Linked DNA regions of Zea mays: region 2 is linked to region 1. A link is a contact called in public Hi-C data. All regions are on one chromosome and are shown on one strand. Each heading gives the region's core, a stretch centred on a gene start, on an enhancer-like site or on the middle of the called end of the contact. The rest is flanking DNA. Distances are from core to core; before and after follow the strand shown. Region 1 holds the start of LOC100217313 (Transducin/WD40 repeat-like superfamily protein). Region 2 holds the start of LOC103651391 (SCP1-like small phosphatase 4b).

Region 1 (4,642 bases), core at 735-3,234:
TCCCCCTGCTGAAGACTGAACCGTGCTAGCGTGCTACTATTCTATTATGTGGCTGTTAGTGCTAGGTAAGAAGGTAAGATTATTTGGTTTTAGTTTCATCGGTTATTTGTTATACTATATTTAGTAGGTATATGTTTGCATATATTAAAGGTAAAAAGATTTTGAAGCATTTCTAAAGCATAAGAACTCGAAAGATAGATTTGTCTCGCAACTTCAACTAATAAACATCATATGTTGACTATTCACTGTTGTATTTTGTAGATTTCGTATCAACTTATTTAGTCTACATGTTTCTTGAGTATTTAACCTTTTGATCTTGCTACTTTTGTTAGATTAAACAACATTTAGATTGTTTTCTTTTGTTTAATTTTTTTTATAACCTTAGCTTAGTAGCCCCTCTTTGACCCGTTCCTGGATCCGCCACTGGTCTCCACCCCTTCTTCCATATATGAATTATCTAGTCGGTGAGGTGACGCGCCAACCGATGAGGTGGGTGTACCAATAGGAGGAGACTAAGTATTACCAAATGTTGATGAAATCGTGGAGTACACTTCTACGTGGACCAGACAGACTTGAGCGAAGTACAAGACAAAGTTGATGCGTGAGCAAGTTATTATGTTGCTCTCATCGGAGGAGTATAATACAACATAGGATCCGTGGAATGAACACCCGAGGGAATGATCTTCACTAGAGGGTGTATCGTACCTTCGATTTTATTTGTGAACTATGAAACAATGGCATGTAATGCATTGTAATGTATTTGAATTGCCAAATATTGTTATTGAACTTGTGATAACATTTGGTTCATCTTTCGTTCAAATTATGGGACCTCAATATGCTTTATTTGCCAACAAATCTAAGTAGTTCGATTTCTGTACATGTGCTACCAGTTTATCAGGTAAGTAACCGGTTAATCGGTCTTATTGATGATTATTCGGTCTCGATATGTTTGAATTCTAAACTGAATTGGTTTTAAATTTGACTGGTTTATACCAATTTATCACGATTAATTGGATATCCGTGTCGACCGGTTTCAACCTTGAGCAAGGTCGGAGGAGAACAACAGGAGCCCACCAGCCAGAGGCGAGGGAAAGAAGGGAAGCATCAGGTCCGGAGTAGAGATGGCAATAGGTAAATACCCATCGGGTATTACTACCCCATACCCATACCCACGACACAAAAATTAATCCCATCGGGTCACCCACATACACTAGTGGGTATGGATTTACCTTCATACCCATGTGGGTATGAGTCACCCATCGGGTCAACCGTACCCACAAAAATTAAACATCTATCAAAATATTATATTATACAAATATCAAGTATATTCATCTAAATACCATTACAAAATTTCTAGCATCATTTAACCATCCATTCAACATACCAAAGATAATTGGATAAAGTAGTAACACTAGGATAGTAATACATAACACATTACATGTTCCATTATATAGTCATTAAATTGTCATTAAGCCATCTATTACATTATGGCAGAAAAGATTGTTAAATAGTAAAGAAGATGAATGACTAAAGTCAAAGTTCATGCTTGAGCTAAGTTTATATTGAGTATTTTATACCCACGGGTTGACGAGTATGGGTGAAGGCAGAACGTTCTAATACTCGTTTATCCATTGAGTAAAGATTTTTGCCAATAACAAACCCACGGGTAAAATATTTAACCTATATACTATCCTAATGGAGTAAATACGTACTGGTTATCGGGTCGCGGATACCTATTGCCATCTCTAGCCCGGAGGCGGAGAGGAGGAGAATGTAAAGTCCGATCCAAAAGCCCTGGAGCAACGGACGAATGCGGTAGATGCAAGTCCTCTGGACTCGACCCCCGCATGGGCTGTTCGTGGGCTGAATCGAAGACCTACTCCTAGTGTTTTGGGCCTTCCGGGCTGCACACCCCAGCCCGGCGCTCATGTCCGCTCCTACAAGTGGCTAGACCTTTTCTTCCGTTCACCCGGCCTGCCGCCTGCGTCCTCCCTCGTACGGCAACTTGTGCGACCGCCGGCGCCGACGCCCCAAGGCAGGTGCCCTGTGACCAGGCCTTCGCCGGTCCCTTTCGCGTCCTTCGCCGGCGACGAGCACCACCAGGTATGCGCACCTTTTCTCTTCCGTTCCTGTTGTGCGAAACCGGGCACGCGAACCCTAACTTAAGCTACTGTGTTTGGTCGCATCTAATTTCAGGTGTAATTAATGGAAAAATTAATCTTTTGCCATCGGGTAGAATGGCATACCAAATGTCAGCCTATGAGTTGAAGCCTAACTTAAGCTACTTGCCTAACTTTGAGTTCTTTTACCAAAAAATATTGGGTGTATAAGAGTATCTCAAGAGCTAACGACTCCTCAAAATCAGTTTTAAGGGATATCTAAATAATTAGTGGGGGTAGATTTTAATCCTTTCTCCAACAGATCCCTTAAAGCGGCAGATTGTTTCTGGGGAGCCCAAAAAATCCCTCATTTTTAGCTACAAATGAGGGAGTTTTAAGGGCTATGAAAAAGTTGGGAGCGGTTTATGGGAACTGTTGGAGACACGTTTTTGTGTTTTTCCTAAAAAACTGGATTTAGGGGAGACTTCTGGGGAGCTCTTGGAGATGCTCTAACGCCTTGTTTGGAACCCTTAGAGCTAATAATTAGCCAGCTAACAATTTGTTAGCTGGATTGGACCAGCTAATGAAATACTGGGGGTGTTTAAGTTATCGTTATTTAACTATGATTTAGCTAACGATTAGCTGGGGGTGTTTGGAACCTTTACAACTAATTTTAGCCGCTAACTATTAGCTCTAGAGATCCCAAACATGGTCTAAGTTTACACCCTATGTTCTTTACCAGGTCCGCCCCTACCAAGAATCCCGTTGCTTTTGCTTGCATGCTGTTTCTGATTTTATTTCATATGTTAAAGGCTCAAAGCCGAGACGACTGCCATGACCTTAACTGGTTCCAACCTGCTTCGTGGTTTGCAGTTCGTACGGGAGCACAATCAGAGGTGATCACCATTTGCTGCCTGTTTGGTGAAAGTTGCGTGATGGATGGATATGGAGAGGCGGCTGCTGTGGCCATGGAGTTGGAGGCCGAGGCCAGCCCATCCAGGGGGCGCTCCTCTCCTGTGGTTTCAGGGTCACCATCCCAGAATTCTGATGGAAGCATGTCCTCGTGGCGGCTGGGCCTCAAGAACAGCATCCAGACTAACTTTGGAGATGATTATGTCTTCCAAATTGCCTCTTGGTAAGAGCCCTGTCCTCCTCTGTCTTGTCATTTAGATTGCAGTTTCTATGGCGTCAACCGTCAAGAATGGATAAGGTAGGTTCACATGAGCCATTGGGGCCTATTGAAGGTTGCAGATATAATCCTACTTTACAGTTTGTGTATCACACATGGTTATCTGGTGTATCAGTTCCTCCCTGTATTGTAACTGGGTGTTTCTGGTGTCTTGTATGAATTTTAGACCAAAGACCATCAGTCCTGCTTTCAGATGTTGTTCTGGGGTTTTCAGATTGACAGATCGTATCATCAAGAGGAACACTCCACCAAATTTAAGATCCTCTTGACTAGAATCAACACGCTCCATTAACTAGGACCGATTACTAATGGTTAAAACCAGCACCCCGAAACAAAATAAACCATGCGCTCCACTAAGTATATAAACGCAAAAACAGGCCAGAAGCAAGCAACACTAGTTACTTGCATGGACATCACAGGTTTTGAAGGCCATTCCAAAGTCTTCCCTCCCCCTTCAGGTGCTCCTCCTTCCTCAACAGTTGACTCCAGTGCTGCAAGGAATCATAAGCCTTATGGTCAATTGCCTTTTGATTAATCAGTAGCATATATTGGAAAAGACCCAGTCATTCCTGGTTTTCCATAATTCCCAGCGCATTCCAGCTAATAAAAAGAGGTTCAGCTTGTTCTGTCTCGAGCCAGGTTGCTTCAATGTGCTTTGCTCAAACTCATGAATGCTAGTTGTGTTCTTACCCCAATTCAAGCTAGTTCTCACCTAACACCAAGCTTGAACTGCCACATTGTGTGGAAACAGTAAATGATCAACATCTTCGTTCTCGCCAATATTTGAGGGTCTTTTGTGTTCCAAATGTCCACCATTCTCATATCCACAAAACCAGGATATAAAACTAACTTGTTTTTGTTGTTTTTTCCTGTTCCTGTTCCTGACTGCCAACCCCATCTACATAAAACTCTGTTGTAAAAAAACTATAAATACAACTCCTTTTAGTTGTTTTTATGCTCGACATCTCTTAGCAAAAGACCAAGTACTTCATAATAGAAAATTATCTTCATTATTTGCAAGAACAACACTGTATAATCAGCATATTGGAGACGAGTTAAACCTCCATCAGGCAGGTGTGGAAGCAGACAACAACAACAACAACAATAAAACCTTTTAGTCTCAAGCAAGTTGGGGTAGGTTAAGAGTTGAAAGCCACAAATCAAGGCATTCTTTTCAAGTCGGACGACTTGCTGGTCGTTCTGGCTGATCAACTTGGGCGATTAATCGCGATTGGTCCAAACCGATTTTTTTCTCTCGAAAGAGCGCAGGAGGACTGCACACCCATATATTAAAGTAGAGGGAAAATATTTGGACAGTTGATTAATCGAACGACTTGAAAACAATGAATCAAGG
Region 2 (4,642 bases), core at 630-3,129, 270 kb before region 1:
TTGTGTGACCGTTTGTAGACTTTCTAAATGTATCATAAATGATAAATGCATTCCCAGTGACACGGCATCAAAGATAACCAACAAAAAATTGAGCTAATTTAAAGGTGTCCTTGCAAGAAAAGGAAAACAAACTTCATGCAAAACAAAATAGCAATCGACCACATTCCAAGAAATATAGCCAAGTCTATGAACATCCAGTCATATAATTACTTACCATCTTGAGGAGTTTTATCTGATAAGTTCGACATAGCTGACTGCTCTAACTCGCTGACATGAAAGTGTGAAACTTTCATGGATTTCATGGTCCTGATTTTGAACTCATTAGCACAATCATCACCATGAAACATCCTCTTCATTCTCAGTGCAGGCAACTTGACCATTGCACTCCTTCAGAGAATTAAAGTCCTCTACAGATCCACTAAAAAGTAAAAGAAAAAAACCTTTAATTAGTAACAGGACATAAAAATCTAGAACATCAACCACAAGAGAACAACACCATAGCAAATACATGATAACATCCAACAATTTTCACTATAACTATACACATTATGTCTTCTTGCCTGGTACAGCAACCATTTTAAAAGCATGTGAATGAACATCATAAGATAAAGCAGCAATAGACATCCAATTCGCTATACAAATTTGTATCTAAATAGCTTGCCTGGGTGTGCAAGAAAAAAAATGTATCTCATGTTTTGCCGTTCTACAGTATCAGGACACAATTGAGTTGTGATAACTTATGTGTCATTCCACTTGTACTTCCTTATTCAACAGTTCATGCAAACAAGATGATCACAACGACGCACGTGCCACAAACAGGAGTACGAGTATTGCAGCGACAATCTAATTTTTTGCAAATCGCATCGTCAAAATGAAACCAACTGCAATCATGAGATCTGAAGTTCTAAGCAACCAAATAACACCGCAAATCTACACCACTTTAATTACCTAAAACTTGCCAAATAACGTCAGTGCCACCAGAGCCAGATTCATGAAGCGAAGGAAATTAAAAGCCGAATTTACTATAACCTACCCGAAAAGACGCTGACTTTGAAAAAAAAGATAGCCGTCTCACAAAGTTTCCACACTTGAATCAGATCTTTCTGCATGTGCTCTGTTGCACACACAATAATTGCCCTCTTTTTGCCAGGTACAGCCGTTAGGGTTCCAAGAAGCGGCACTAAGCGCGCGCTTCAGCGCGCTAAGCGGACGGGTGACGCTTCGCTTTGGGGCATAAGCGCTCCCAAAGCGGCGCGACCGCCTTGGTGGAGCAGCGGCTGTTGGCTCCCGCTACCCTCAAGGCGCGCGCGGCGCAGCCGGGCGCCGTTCCACCGGAAGGAGGAGAGAGAGAGAGGCAGGCACGCAAGGTCGCAGGCCGGTGTGTGGAGGGCCGGAGGCGAGGGCGCGAGGCGACTGGCGAGAGGCGGAAGGGGAAGCCGCTGACGCCGTCGCTGAGAGCCCGATCACGAGGGCCGCAGGATGGGGCGCCGGCGCTGCGAGGAAGATGAAGTAATGGCGGCGGCTGTGCCTTCGCTGGAGCAGTAAAAAAAAGGTTAGGTTAAAGAAACGTGCGGGTCTGGTGGAACTTATTTTGTGCTGAACTAATAAGCTTTTAGATGGGCCACCAAATAAAAGTCCATATTATCTTTTTCCCTTTTCTTTTTCATCTTTTTTCTTTCTAACATCTTTGACCCTCCATAATTCAATGTACGCTACTCGTAAATGTTTTGAGTTTTGTGTTGGGAATGCATTGTATGTTAGGAACTTCCATTAGTAAGTCCATATAATAACCTAGTTACATAGTAAAGAGGCTTGTAAAATAATGATTAAAGATTATTTGTAGCCCTAGAATCTCATTGGTAGATACAAACTCCACTAGAAGAAATAATGAAAACCTCCACGCACCTTTCCTATAAAAGGAGAGATGAGAGATTGGAAGGGTCTGGCCAATTTGTACTCTTTCGATTGTTTTTCACTCCCATCACTCATTTGTTCGATCCAAGGTTAACATTAGCGTCCATCATGCTTAGCACATTAAAAATTTCAAGGGGTAGGATTTGCAAGCGAACAAGAGCTCATACTTTAAAAACATTGTAGCGTGTTAGTGTGCATTGCTTTCACAATGTATTCATCTGAATCTGCTTTCACTTCATGCCACTTCACACCACCTTTGCTTTGACCACCTATGCAAGAACTATTTCGAATAGCCCTCAAGAACCGAATGTTGGTCACCTCTTGAAGCTCCTAAAAGGAACCACAACAAGGCAACAGAATTAAAGCTAGGATACTTCCCCTCTTGCCATAAAATGAAGAAGGGGCAATACGAGAAGGATGAATGCATTGAAAAATAAGTGAATGAGGTAAATATACAAACAATTACTAAGCAAGTGGACTATAAGCATTCACTTTCATTACCATTTCAACTAGGTTACAAAAATACCTTCTAAATGAGCACATGATGTCCGAATATAGGTTACAGGAGAGACTTTGGAGGCTAAACACTTCAAAGGCAGTGAGAGTACGTGTGAGGCTAAGCACTTCAAAGGTAATGAGGCTAAGCACTTCACGACCTCCGCGGGGGTAAGGATCAGCGCACCCGCTTTGCGCTTCAGGCTGAAGTATGCAGGAGCGGAAAATCATGCGAAATACTCAATGAAAAAACTAAGTTTCATATATCTCGCTACAACTTACCTAGGCCGGGGCAGGCCTAGCATTCTTGGTCCTAGGCTCCTCGTGCACTTGGCCCCCATGGTTGGCGCCGAGAGTGGATCGACAGGTCGCTCTGCCGCCTCCTCCTCGGTTGTGGGGATAGACCCTGTCTCGACAGACGTTTGTGTCTTGGGTAGAGGTGCAGACACCTCAAGCCTGAGCACCGACACGTCCGGACCAATGGACGGGCCCACTAAGGATGGCTCGGACCAGAGCCTAACCTTGGGGTTGAAGCCAAGCCAGACCTCCATCCCCTCGTCGTCGTCGCCGCTGCCGCCGCCGATCGTGCTTGGGGATGCCTCTAGCGGTAGCCCCTCCCTCTCCTGCGCTCGGTGGTGCCTCTCAAGGGCATCGTGAGCTGCCCTTTTCTCGTGGATCCGCTTCTTCTCCTTGTCCTTCTTCTTTTGTTGCTCTATAGCCAACCTACATGTCGCCCAACCAGTCACATCTTTCGGGATCGGGGGCAGGGCGGTTCGGTAAACCCATAGCCCCTATGAATGAACGGGAAGTCAGGTTGAGATAAAGAAATGAGGACAAAAACAGAAGTAGAATCCATGACTTAACAGGGATATGTAGCCATGCTCGGACACATCAAGATATGGGCGTTGTAATCAGCCTTCCCCACCGCGCCCTTAACCCGCTTGAGGAGGTCGTCGGTGGTGAGGGTGGCTGACGCCATCCGAGAACCCTCCATCGAGGCCTCGGCATCATCTCGTCCAGGCGCAGGCGTCGCTCCACCAACGACAGCACCCTTTGGTGGTGGAAGGTGGCGATGACCCCATCCGCAGTAAGCCCTCGGTCGCGGAGCTTCTGCAGGGCATCCAGGAGGACTACAGATGGGACTGATGCTCCCACGGTGCGCCCCACCGCCGGTGTTCCCCCGCGGCGGTTACAACCCGCTTGGTGTATGCAGGCAGACTCCCATCGTCATTGCGAAGGTAAAACCAGCAGCTCTGCCAACCCTTGTTAGAATAGGTAAGGGAGGTAGAGATGTATAACTTCGCCCGATCCAAGCGCATATGGAGCGTGAGGCCACCTGCCCTCACCGCATGGCGTACCTTCTTCACCTTCGAAGGGAGAGAGAACGACTCCGTGTGGAAGAGTAGCCACAGATCCCAGTGGGGCTCGATCCCGAGGTACCCCTCGTAGACCGCCGCATAGATCATCGCCTGGGCTATGGAGTTGGGGTTGAAGATGTGAAGCTCCACCCCGTAGTAGTGGGGGAGCGCCCGCATGAAGCGGCTCGCCGGCACTCTGAACCCCCGCTCATGGAAGGACACGAAGCTAACGACATAGCCTGCGAGCGGGGTCGGCTCCTCCTCGTCCCTAGGGGCAAGCCACTTGGGTGCGCCCCGAAGGTGTGGGGGTGGAGCAGCCCCCCGTCAACCAGGTCCTATAGGTCTTCATCAGTCACGGAGGAGTAGGGCCACGGGTAGCGGGGATCGAGAATGTTCAACTTCTCGACCATGGCAAAAAAGGAAGGCGACGGTGAAAAGGTATGCGGGCTTTTTGGCTCTCCTCGTCTTAAAGCGCGATTCTCGGCCGCGATTGGAAAGAGCGATAGTAGCTAGGGCTGGGAAGGCAAGAGCAAGGTAAGAGTCGGGAGGGACTCCCTTGGATATATATATGGGGAGCGGCGGACTCGGTGAGGTCAAGGTCGACCCCCTAGCATTGAAAAATCAAATCTAGAAACAGATCTCGTCTCTTCAAATTATGCGCGCACGCATGCAGCAATGGATAGCCCGCGACCCCTACAGCCCATCACATTAACTCCCACTTGGGAGCCACACGTCCCATCCATTTGACACAGGCAACGGGCGTCACTCCACCTCCTCAAGGTAGGCGCCTAAAAATGTGTATCTCTCTCCTCTTCTCTTTCTCCACAGGTGGCAGGAAAGAGACATCACTTCAGATCGCCTTCCAAACAAAGGAA

The links. Hi-C and Micro-C count contacts between places; a contact is called where the count stands out from the background.
Region 2: a Hi-C map of ear shows a contact between it and region 1, with 2.0 times the contacts expected there. The contact joins the promoter of LOC103651391 here to the promoter of LOC100217313 in region 1. A contact is called at or near these places in 2 of 25 Hi-C or Micro-C datasets (ear and tassel).

The regions. Positions count from the first base shown.
Region 1 is chr3:216,439,966-216,444,607 of Zm-B73-REFERENCE-NAM-5.0, reverse strand. LOC100217313 (Transducin/WD40 repeat-like superfamily protein) reads left to right here and starts at 1,984. Exons shown (of 9, transcript NM_001143659.2): 1 at 1,984-2,103; 2 at 2,973-3,234. The coding sequence starts at 3,035.
Region 2 is chr3:216,711,467-216,716,108 of Zm-B73-REFERENCE-NAM-5.0, reverse strand. LOC103651391 (SCP1-like small phosphatase 4b) reads right to left here and starts at 1,879. Exons shown (of 7, transcript XM_020550525.1): 1 at 1,034-1,879; 2 at 215-418. The coding sequence starts at 380.